2 separate regions of the Macaca mulatta genome follow, and region 1 is linked to region 2. A link is a contact called in public Hi-C data. All regions are on one chromosome and are shown on one strand. The core of a region is the stretch at or near the end of the contact, and the rest is flanking DNA. Distances in the headings are between cores, read along the strand shown.

Region 1 (6,197 bases), core at 1,451-3,950, 71 kb after region 2:
ACTGGGAAGGGAAAGCACTGCAGAATTTTACTAAACATAATCTGTTGCAATAAGATGTAACTAAATAAAATGACAGAAAACTGTGCCTTTTAGAACAGGAATCAACTGCATGATCTGTGTGCTTTCCAAAAGCGTGGCTCACTCTTCTTCCGCAAGAGAAAACTACAACCAGTCTTGACAGGAAGTTGTTGGGTTTTTGTTTTTGTTTTTGTTAAATAGTTCTACCAAATAGTTTTGCAAATAGACCCAGGCTTGACTGGCAATTAAACATGAAACTTCTCATTGGGTATTTTCGAGACTACCACGGGGAATCAGCTACCAGCTTACTGCCATGTGGAAAACTGCACGAGATTCCGGGATCGGAATCAAAATGCTAATTTAAAAGGTCAAGTGAAGCTGCGCCTCACGTTTTGGCGTGCCTGCGCTCTCTGCAGGCAGCAGCGAACAAAGACCCAGCAAGAGAAGGCAGAGGCTAAGACCCATCCCGTATCTGCTCTCCTGAAATAATTCTGGAGTCATGCCTGAAATGCCAGAGGACATGGAGCAGGTAAGAACTAGCAATTCAAGAAATGAAGCATTCTAGAGTAAGAGATGCTTTAAAAGCATTCCAGTGAATGCCTGCTAAAAACAGAATTGTTGTGTAAAGAAAATAGAAACGAGAGTCATTCATTTCCTTAAAACATAACCTCGGGACAAGGAAGAATAAGCCAACTTTAGTTACTGACCTAGAGAACCAGGTTATGAAGAACTCAGCTAAGTCTCATTAGCCGACAAGAATAAAATGCAAGATAGAACTGCAGTTTCATTTACCATTTTAAATGCAATTATGTATATAAAGTTTCTACATAAATAAGGTTTTTATCTATAGTTGTGTGTTCCAGATGTCTTTGTATGAATTTAATCTGCTAACATAACTTTTAGTTTCAGGCTGCTCTCTTTAAATGTATAGACTTCACCACCACACCAAGTTATACATTGTCTATGTAAGAATAGCGTTGGATTCGCATAGACCCTACAGAAAATGATTAAAAACCATATCCAAACATATGCCCCTAGAACTGTACCCAACTTTTACGGGGAAAGTATCAAGTCAGATTCTCGAAAGTAGCCAAGTTAAACTCTTTCTGTTCCTCAAGACTAGGCTGCTCTGAGAATCAGAATGCTAATTGCACATGCTTGCCCTTAAACCTTCTTCTCGTTGAAGAAGGAAGAATTAATTTTCTTTTCTCCCATAGAAAGGTAAGATTACATCATGTGTTGCGACTAGAAACTTGAAACCGAATTCCCAGTTTTTAAGAGAGGAGTATTAAGATGATCTTGGCTGCTCCCCCGGCTCTCCTCCCGCCCTCTTCTTTGTTGTCCCGGGCTTATACTTGTTTAGCGCTGGGGCAGTCCTCAAGGATTCCCTAAATAATGCTAAACTGATGAACAGTAATAGCCTGTATTTAAAAAAAAAAATCGGAACAGAAGAAACCTCAGGCTGCCTTCGATTACTGTTCTAGAGAAACTTATGTTTACACGAGTGAGGAAATGAGTTTTTGTTGGGGATAGGGGAGAAAGGAAAGTCTCGGTGTTCTGACGTGGAAAAACTTCTTTAAAAGGCTGCTTAGTCTTTAGTTTGAAAATAAAGCAAAAAGGATTAGGAGACGGGGAAAGGCCCTAGGAAAATCCAAGCAGTGGTCACGTTTGTGGGCGACGTTTAGAGCTTGCTATCCTGGGCACACAAGAACCGTTGGACTATTCGGTGCAAAGTTGGCGAATCCTACACGGCCTGTGCCAGGGTTTACTTTCTGCATACATTTCACAGGCGTCCGACCCGGGTGGGGACTTTTGCGATTTTGAACTGGAAGGGAAATAAGTCGGCATCAGCACTTAGGGCTGATTGACTTTTAAAAGGTGGTAGAACGCCCAGCATTACACGCTGCTGCTTAAAGTCTCGGTGCTTACCAAGGCTGGGCTCGCGTGGCCCAATCCTGCAGTCCCCGAGGCGGTGTTTCTCAAAGGGTAGGCTTCATTCTGGTTAAACCCGTTAAGAAGCCGGACCCTGGGCTCGTTTCTCATTATATAATTATGGGTAAAGTCCAACGACCTGCGTTTTGAAGATTTACCTAAGTAATTCATCTTCCTTTCCCCCACAACTTTTTAATTTTAATTAAAAATAGTTTTACATTTTTGAAATCTCACACACAGGTTTTTTTCTTTTTTTAAGCATCCAGGAAGACAAATGGCTCAGACGCCAACCCTTTTCTTTTTATTCCTTGTCTTTTCTAAATCTTTAAAACCCACACCTAGGGCTCTAGAGATGTGTCCATTATGCTCTACCCACCTCCGCCCCCGCCCCCATGACTTTAAAATGCTTTTTATTCTACTTTATATACTGCTCAGTCGATCCTCATGCACTAAGCAGTCTGCAAACTTGAAACTCAAGGCGATGCAGTTCAATCTCTTCCCGAGTCAAGAAAAAATAGAAAAAAAGTAGACGAAGAAAGCACACAAATAAAATCTCCGAAACAAAACCTGAGTTCACTGCCTAAGGTCAGGGCCTTTCTTTTGTGTGTAGCTTTAACCACCGGCGCGTGGGCTGGGGGCGGACCGCGCGTGCCCTTCCTCTTTCTGGGGCGTCGGCAGAACGTGGCCAATCAACGGGCGCGGCTATGGCAGCGGAAGCCGGAAGCGGCGAGCGGGGTCGTTCTGGGCCTAGGGAAGGCGGGCTGAGGGCGTCTGAGCTGAGGCCCGCGTCGATCCTGGGTTGGAGGAGGTGGCGGCCGGTGAGGCTGCGGCGTGAAGACGGCGGGCATGGTGGGGCGGGAGAAAGAGCTCTCTATACACTTTGTTCCCGGGAGCTGCCGGCTGGTGGAGGTGAGGGAGTCGGCCTGGGCGTCTCCGGTGGGAGCGGGGGCGCCGAGGGGAACGAGCCGCCGGGGCTCGGGCGGCTTTCCAGGCGTATTCCGCCCGGGTCAGAGCCTCCCGCAAGGAGTGGTCTCACCGCCACCCTCCCAGCCCCGGATCCGAGGGGGGCGCCACCGAGTTTGTTTATCTCGGCGCACACGGGTCAGTGTTTTTTTCTTCCAGCCACTGCGGCAGGAAGCAAGTAGGTGGAGATTTTACTTTCGAGTTCAGTCTCTGCTCCTGACGGCGAAGAGGTTTTTCAGAGTTGTGTCTGTTTTGATTTTGTTTTTCCCCGTTTCTTCATCTTTGGTTCGTATTCCTCGATCTTACAAGTTCGTAGGTTTGAGAAAGAACAGGAAAAGGTGACTTCACACAAATAGCAGTGCTGGAGATGACAACTTACGGAACTCTTTAAGTTCTCGGCACTGTTATGCGCTTGACGGGCTTTACTTTAATCCTCCACTGTGAGATACTGTTATTGCCTCATTTTAGAGATGAGAAAACAGGCATAGAGGGTGATACATTGGCCCGCGTTCATTCCGTAAGGTTGGAGCCTGGAATTCAGATACAGGTTTGTGTGACTGTCTCGGGCTTTGAACCACTACGGAGTATCCCTGAAGGAAGATTATGATGATGATTGGAAGATCCATCTCTGGTGCCCCTCGCATCCCCGCCCCATCTTGTTCCATTCCACTTAAGGGCTTCCAGCATTAATCTGACAACAGAACATATCCAACCCTGGGGATAAGAACACTGCTATTGCCCAGACCATGTCTTTTGGAGAGAAGAGAGAATATAGGAGATGGCTGTTTTTGTTAATGCAGTTTTCGTGCTTCCAAATGTATTTAGGGTTTAGGGTTTTCAAATCACGTTGGTTCTTTGAGGGTAAAGTTAGGATAAATGGTCTGTTAAACCTCTGTGTTCCTAGGTCCTCCAGACGGTGCTGAGTGCATGTTACGTATTGTATGTTTACATTTATATGTATGCATTCGTATGTGTACGTGTGCATATAAAGCTTAATCTACTTTCACAAAAAGAAGTTCAGTATAAAAATGAAAATAGCTTTTCGTGTTTTCCTTCATTAAAAATGAAACAACGAAGAGCTTGGCACAGACTTACTGCTGTCAAAACCTGTAGAATTAAAGCTTACTGACTCATGAGAACGAGAACTGTCTCATAGTTAATGTTAGAGAAGCAGCCTAGAGTGGTTCCTGTTAGTAATACTGTCTGTGGGGCACAGTAGTAGTTAGACCAGTCCCACCTAAGTAGTTAGAGAATCTTAAAAAGTAAAGCCCAGTAATGTTTACTTAAAAGGTCTGTTTCTGGGGCATTAAAAAATAAACATGAAACTGTGCCAAGTTTTAAAGTTTCCAAAAACGACAAGGCATTTACCACTGAAATTTAGGGAAGCCCCCCTCCACATATTAGTAATAGTCCATTCTTTACTTTTCTAGGCATTTTTAGTAGACAGTAATGCAAGTGTGCTACAGTAGAAATCACTGTCCCAGAGAACTGTGTTGGACCACTCAGAAAGAGCCATATATCTCCCATTACCTATACAATTTGGTATCATTGGATTAGATAGAATAATAACAGTAGCTCCACATTTATTTATATGTATTTCATTTTTCAAGAAATGTTTTCTTGGTGTCCATAAATCTGGTCCGTTGGAGTGGTTGAATTCCGTACTTCAAAGTTTAGACAATAAGAGGCAGATACGTTTAGAGTAACTTAAACTGATGCTAGATCTACTTTCCCCCGTATAATAAAAGTTGAGAAAACGTGGACTTCAGGCAAAGTATTACCAACTCTTTATTGTGCCTTGAGTGAACTAGATAGCATTTTGTTCTTTCATTCTGAGTTTCTTAAAGTGTTTAGCCATATCTTCCTTGTGCACAGCTAAAATAATTTATGGAGTGCAGGTCCAAAGTAGTTTTTAGAGGGATATTTCTTTTTCTAAAGAACGAACCAAAAAGCCCCAACAAAACAGTGTAAGAGGCAGAGTACTGTTTATATAGGAGCTCAAAAATAGAGATATTTGTTTAGCATATTTTAAATTTCGGAGTAATGCTTATTCAGAGGAAAAGTTACCTTGTTTAACTGAACGAAACTATTCGGACTCCTTGTGGTAGGAATAATATGGAAACTGTTAGAAATGTAGAACTTTAAAGCTGAAAGAGCCTTAGTCATTTTGTCTAAATGCCTCCCGCATGTACCAGTGAGGAATTAGATCAATAGAGATAGAATAACTTCTTAACACCAGTTTGTGGCAGAACAGATAAAACTGTAATCATTCATGAAACCAAATATTAGTTCAAAGGATTCAGACAAAATGCAGTGTATTTGACTTGACCAGAGAAGCAAGAAGACTCAGATTCTGGTTCCAGCTTTTTTACTGTAGACAAAACCTTTAACACCGGACTTCTTGTTCCTCGCTTTGGAAATACCTTTTCTAACAAGCTTTTTTTTTTTTCCTTCTTGCTCTGTCGCCCAGTCTGGAGTGCAGTGGCTCAATCATTGCTCACTGCAACCTCTGCCTCCAGGGTTCAAGCGATTCTCCTGCCTCAGTCTCCTAAGTAGCTGAGATTGTAGGCGCCCACCACCATGCCCGACTAGTTTTTGTATTTTGGGTAGAGACAGGGTTTCACCATGTTGGCCAGGCTGGTTTTGTACCCCTGACCTCAGGTGATCCGCCCACCTTGGCCTCCCAAAGTGCTGGGATTACAGGTGTGAGCCATGGCACTAAAAAAACAAAAACAACTAACTATGATTATATACTCATATAACATGTTTTCTTTTTTTTGTTTTTTTGAGACGAAGTCTCGCTCTTGTTCCCCAGGCTGGAGTGCGATGGTGCGATCTCAGCTCACTACAACCTCCGCCTCTCGCGTTCAAGCGATTCTCCTGCCTCAGCCTCCTCAGTAGCCGAGATTACCTAAAATTACCTAAAAAAATATGAAACAGTGTACAGTACCCAGCGGTCAGATGTCAGTGCTGAAGATTTTTATTAAGAGTGAGGATCTGAAGTGCAAGCATTTACTGAAATGAAAATGATACTGCACAACATTCTGTTTGAAAATTAACATGAATAGGCGGGGCGCACTGGAGGCCTTACATAGTAACCTAGGGGTATAAGGATACAAAGTTGCATTTTCTCCTGCAACTCCACTTCCTTTTTTAAGTTAAGCCTATTATATTCCCTAAAGAGCCTTATTCTTCTCTATACTTAACACTGCATCAACTCCAAAACGCTCTTAATTATAATAAGATCATCTGGGCTCTTATTTAAGTTGCACTAAGTTAGCAAA
Region 2 (6,154 bases), core at 3,151-5,650:
CAGAGTGAGACTCCATCTCAAAAAAAAAAAAAAAAAAAAAAAAAAAAGGCTAGAAAGATAAAGAAAGTAGTAACCTGAAACAAGGAAGGCCTTAACTGCAGTATTTCATTTTCCAATTCTCAACTCTGCCAAAATGTTTTGTGTACATGGCGGGGGGGCGGTGGTGTGTGTGTTTGCTTTTGGGGGAGGAAGGTTAGCAACCTAGGCAGAAACCTGTATGAGAAAGGAAATTGTTCTCCCATTCCTATCCCTTCTCCTTCCGAAGCAGGAGACAACAGAGACACCTGCAGTACTGGCTTCTGACTGGAGGACAATGACCCAGCTGATCCTTCTGACCTCTTACCTTCACAGAGAACAGTAGCCAACACATCCTGTGGCTCAAAAGCTGTAGCAGCAATTTTTTTTTATCTAGGATTACAAAATACAATGGTCTGGCACTTACAAAGTTCTCAAGAAATACTTGTTGATGGACAAACAAAGTAAACAGTCAACATGGGCAAAATGTTGATTATTGAAGCTGGGTAATGAGTCTGAAATGTTCTTAAATAGAAACTTTTTTTAAAAACTGCAGAAAAATCCAAATTCATGTTTTGTGTAAAGTATATTTAGTAAATAGCAAACAGTTACTAAACAAAAGATATATAAAATATCCCACATTTCTGAAGATAATAATATCAGAGTCGTCAAAAGCATGTGTGTTTAAGTTCAGCACAATGACCTGGCACATGGGAAATATATAATAAAAGCAAACCCTATATACTACGTTTTTGGCTGGTCTTGGCTTTGAGCTTTGTACTCAACAGAGTCTAAAGCCATTAGAGAACAGAGGATCCCCCTCTAATGTGACCCAGTGCCTTTATATAGCAGTGGTTACTTGACGAGTCAAAAATTTAGTTTTTCATGAAATATACAGTAAAACCTCAATTAATTGGAAGGGTTTTCTATACTTTATCTGAGTATAGAAGTGGTAGCTAGAACCTCTGAGTAGAAGCATATACATGAAATTGTTAATCTATGTTTTTTATGTATCCTTTCTCTCTCTCCTCCCAACCATATTTAATTTCACTGGTGTCCCAGGAACTAATAAAGAATCAAAGAAGCCACTGCCAAGCATGTTATCTTCAAATGAATAAGATAGACTAGATGCACTAGAGAACAGCTAGAGAAGTGGAGGAGGCTGTAATGCATAGTTACAGGAAGGATCAGAAAGCAGAAGGGGACTCAGCTGAGATCTTTTTGACCCTCACTTCCTTGGCCCTTATAGCTGGACAAGGCTACACACAAAAGTACTGGACATTTCCCAAGGAGCCTGAAAAGAGGTTAAGGTGATTGGACATTGTGTGCAGGAGGGAAGGCACAGACTGCCACATCTCCAAGATGGAAACAAACAAAGCCAACTGGGAATTTCCCTGTGAGGGCAGTATTTGACACACTGCCACTGTTTTATATCTGCTTGTTATAATCTTTGTTGTTCAAAGGCACGTCTACAGCCTACCATGCGGAGAATATGATTAAATCTTCCAGTTACTGCCTGGATTCTTGCCCAGCCTCAAGGCCATTATTCTGACCATTAGTTCTTGTTGTACTTAACTGTTAATGGAGAAGAAAGTATGAGGATAGGAATTGAATACATCATTGAGCCTAGAATATACCCCCAGAAGTCAGTCATTTAACAAATTTTTAATAGGAATTCATGATTAAATCCACACTTCTTTAAAAATAAATTCATAGTTAATGAAGGGCTCATTATCTTTATTTTACAAGAGTGGATAATTGAGTATTACATTTCCACATTTTGCTAATTAGGTCTTTTCAATTATTTAAATGATGGTCTATATTCTAACATTTTGAAATGAAAATGGCAGAGGGGGTTAAGGGAGGAAGAAAAGTAAAGAATATCAATTTGACTTGATTTGTATTTAATTAATGTCTCTCCAATTCTGGTGAAATAATTTTTTATGTGAGAGATTTTAATAAAAACTAAAAATATTCTAATGTAAGAGAAAATATTTTATTTCATAAAAAATATTACCTAAAAGCCCTCAAGTGAAAATTTCAAGTATAAAAACGTATAGAAATTAATACATGCACTTTAGATACTTTTACCTGTGTTAAATAAACAATTCTAACACACTGATTATCCTTCTAGGCTGAAAACAGATGACTAAGTCTGACAACAGAGAAAACACAACCAAAGTGTGTTTGAGCAAGATATTTAAAAAGAAATAGTAATTTAATAATAAGGGCTACCATTTATCAAGAAATCTACTGTGATCTGGGAATAGTGACTACCTCTTTATGCACTTTCTATTATTTAATCCTCTTCATAACCCCATGAATAATGTATTTTTTACTTCCTATTGTTGAGAAAAGAAAATGTGATTAACTTGTTGAAAGTCACATGACTAGTTATGAGCTATTCCTGGATATGAATATAAGTTTATTTTATTCTAAAGTCCATGTGTTCATATTGCCCACAGGTTACATGTTCTACAAGGATGGGTAACAGTCTAATTTGTTCTCCATTGGCTTATGCTATGAAATATTAGTTAATTTATTCATGCTTTTCATTGCTATAAAGAATTTTTTTTCTTTTATTTAGACCAAGTCTTGCTCTGTTTCCCAGGTTGGAGTACAGTGGCACAATCTCAGCTCACTGCAACCTCTGCCTCCCAGGTTCAAGCGATTCTCCTGCCTCAGCCTCCTGAGTAGCTGGGATTACAGGCACATGCCACCATGCCCGGCTAATTTTTGTATTTTCAGTAGAGACGGGGTTTCACCATCTCGGCCAGGTTGGTCTCAAACTCCTGACCTCAGGTGATCCACCCGCCTCGGCCTCCCAAAGTGCTGGGATTATAGGTGTGTGCCACCGTGCCCAGTCTGCCATAAAGATTTTATGATGCTTTAGCCATTTTTTTAAAATTGTGCACATACATTCCTAATTTTAGGAATTAATATAGCCATTTTTTAAAAATTGTGCACATACATTCCTAATTTTAGGAATTAATAATAGGAACTAAAAGGCAAAAGGAGAAATCACATTTATAAACTCACACGTTAGAGCAAAAAGTATTTTTAAATAAAATTATTTGTTAAAGGTTATAAATTGCCAATTTATATTCACTAGGTAAGCTTTTATTTTCAAGAGGAAGAAAGGCCTCTTCCCCATTTGAGTCCCAGTTTTTTAAACTGACCTGATTACGTGGCTAAGGTATTATTGTGAGGTATTAATGTTTTCTTTTGTTTTTCCTTCCCCTTCCTCCCCACCCCTTTTCCCCCTTTCCAGAGTTTTGTTCTGTGGCATTGCCTTAGGTAAGTACATGGCAGGGCAAACAGCAGAGGTGACAGCAAATCTTCCAGATTTTCACTTTGTCAAAGTAAGAGAGACTGAACTGGGGCCATGAGAACAGAGACAATCCAATTACTGTGTAATTCATAAGAGTTTAGAACTGACTCCTTGTGCACCCTTTTTCAGGCCCTTTTACTAATGGACTTTTCTCACTTGTGATGATCTGGGAGAGCGAGAGTGAGGAGAGTCTAAGAAGAGTTCAGGCTAATTATTTTCCCACTAACCTGGCATAGGAGAGGTTCATAGAGATTAAATTATTTACAGTAAATAAAAAGAGTAATATTGCTTTACATTCTGTTCTGTAGACTGGGATTCACACTCACCACAATTATTCCTGATAACAGTCTGCCACACACCTTTCATTTTAAGCAATTGAAAAATTGTACCAACTTTTCTCTTTAAATTTGCTTTAAAAGCAAATTCAGAAAATTGCTAGAGGGTCAAGAAATTACACAGTCCAACTCCATTATTTGATAAATTGTACAAAAAGCAAACTAAGGCAAGAATCAACTAACTTTCAAAGTTCACGAAGAGGGCACTCTGGAAGTTGATAAACCACCACACTATATAAATTCCACTACCTCTTTATCTGTAATGAAAAAAATCAAAGGTTGACTTTTTTTTTTTTTAACTACTCACTGTATTTTTAGAAAGATAGGGCAGAACCACTGTAGAACTCCTAAACCCCACAGAACAAACAGTACATTCTGGAATGATACGCTGGCCAATCCGGCTGGCAGCCGATTGACCTGACCCAGGCAAGGGTTGGTGCATAGAGTATTTAGTTCGGCCCCCTACTGAATGAAGACACTTTGTTAAATTCTCCAATGAGAGACGCTTAGAGGTAGGGGCGTGGAAGAGGGCCGGGGAATTTGACGCCAGATAACGGGAAGTGTGAGCTGATTGGCCGGGCTTCTCACTCCACGGCCCAGCCTTTTACGGATAGCGGAGGCCATCCATCAAAAGAATTACACCAATCAGAGTTGAAAATGCCCCCTTCTCGCGAGAAAGCCCCGCCCTCCAATATATTCCTCTGCAGGGCAGGCGCGGCCCCTTCGGCTCCGAGCTGACCCTGATCAGGGCGAAGTCGTCTCGGCTGCGCTGCCGAGACCTCCACCCAGGACAGCGCCCCCTCCCCGGGCCTCTCTCCTCTTGCCTACGAGTCACCTCTCCTCGTAGTCCTCTTGGATCTAATATCGTGGGGTGAGGGGAGCAGGCCCGGGGAGGGTGGTTACCGCTGAGGAGCTGCAGTCGCTGTCAAGGTGAGTGGGACTGCGCGGGGGTTGACCGCCAGGTGCGGGTGGGGAGCGGGGTTGGGGACGTGGAGCGAGGAGTAGGTCTGGCCCGCGCCCTTTTCCGCAGTTAACTCTACCGCTGCTGTGAGCACAAGCCCAGGCTAGTCCGGGGCTGGAGGGGCGGAGCCGGATCCGGCCTCCTGGGGTGCCTTAGTGTCTGCCGGCCCAGTCCCAGGGAGTAGCCAGGGGAGGAAGAATGGAACCCCTGCAGTTAGAGGTTCCTCACATGACCAACTCTGAAGATCTCCGCCTTCCTGTCTTTAGGTTGGTGTGGAGAGGGACCTTCCGTGTATCTAGGGCTTAGCTTGTGCCCGGGACATGGTTGTGTTATGCACACTTAAATCAATGGAATTCCCAGGTTCACCTTTCAGACTAGGTTAGCAACACCCACCGCCCCCCGCCCCAGTGCGTGCTCTTAATGCCACCTTTTAAGTTTCCTTTCCTAACAACAATAAAAGTTGACTAATATTGAGTATTGTATGCCAAGAACTGTGCTATACTCTGTAAGTGGTGAATCTTGTTGTCTCTTCACATTCAGCGACAGATATTGTTACCCTCATTTTATAAATCTAGAAATAAGCTCAAGCTCATTATTGTTCAGTGTTTTTTAGGCACCTACTATATGTGCTAAGCTCTTTACGTGATTTCATTTAGGTCACACAAATCTGTGAGGTAGGTCATAAACCTTATCACTACTTTATAAATGAGGAACTAAGTACAATTAAGTAACTTGAACCGTTCATGTTGTTAAAATGTGGCAGAATACTTAACTACCATCTGCTTTTCACTTTCGGTATCCTGTCTTACGGTGATTATTCGTGGTTATCTATTGACAAGGTATAAGTTGAACAAGTATTTCTTGAAGATTTGCATTTTATTTTTCTAAAAAGCATGTTTCCGGCCGGGCGCGCTGGCTCACGCCTGTAATCCCAGCACTTTGGAAGGCGGAGGCGGGCGGATCACGAGACCAGGAGATCGAGACCATCCTGGCCAACATGATGAAACCCCATCTCTACTAAAAATATAAAAATTAGCTGGGCGTGGTGGCGCACCCCTGTAATCCCAGCTACTTGGGAGGCTGAGGCAGGAGAATTGCTTGAACCGGGGAGTCGGAGGTTGCAGTGAGCCAAGATCGTGCCACTGCACTCCAGCCTGGCAACAGAGCGAGACTCCGTCTCCAAAAAAAAAAAAAACACACATTTAGGATGTGACCAACTTGTAGAAGGGAAATAAATAACAGATGGCACTTTGCAATGACTTAGATGCACTAGCCGCATTGGGGGATGGGAGACTTATAAATCATTTCTTGGCCCAGTGCAAAGATGGCCAAGGAAAGCAGGAAGGACTACTTACACTCCTTTCTGGTCTTTTTTTCTATATATAGATGATAGAGGTACTGACAACAACTGACTCTCAGAAACTGCTACACCAGCTGAATGCCCTGTTGGAACAGGAGTCTAGATGTCAGCCAAAGGTCTGTGGCTTGAGACTAATTGAGTCTGCACATGAT

The links. A called contact is a pair of places that touch in the nucleus more often than the background predicts.
Region 1: a Hi-C map of cortical neurons shows a contact between it and region 2, with 5 times the contacts expected there. The contact joins the promoter of MAT2B here to the promoter of CCNG1 in region 2. A contact is called at or near these places in 2 of 14 Hi-C or Micro-C datasets (cortical neurons and liver).

Annotation. Positions count from the first base shown.
Region 1 is chr6:172,325,218-172,331,414 of T2T-MMU8v2.0, forward strand. It overlaps MAT2B (methionine adenosyltransferase 2B), which reads left to right and starts at 2,701. Exons shown (of 7, transcript NM_001257473.1): 1 at 2,701-2,859. The coding sequence starts at 2,797.
Region 2 is chr6:172,252,660-172,258,813 of T2T-MMU8v2.0, forward strand. CCNG1 (cyclin G1) reads left to right here and starts at 4,401. Exons shown (of 8, transcript XM_078004521.1): 1 at 4,401-4,465; 2 at 4,567-4,611; 3 at 6,029-6,154. The coding sequence starts at 6,029. It overlaps LOC144341338 (a long non-coding RNA gene), which reads right to left and starts at 4,083. Exons shown (of 3, transcript XR_013418216.1): 1 at 3,989-4,083.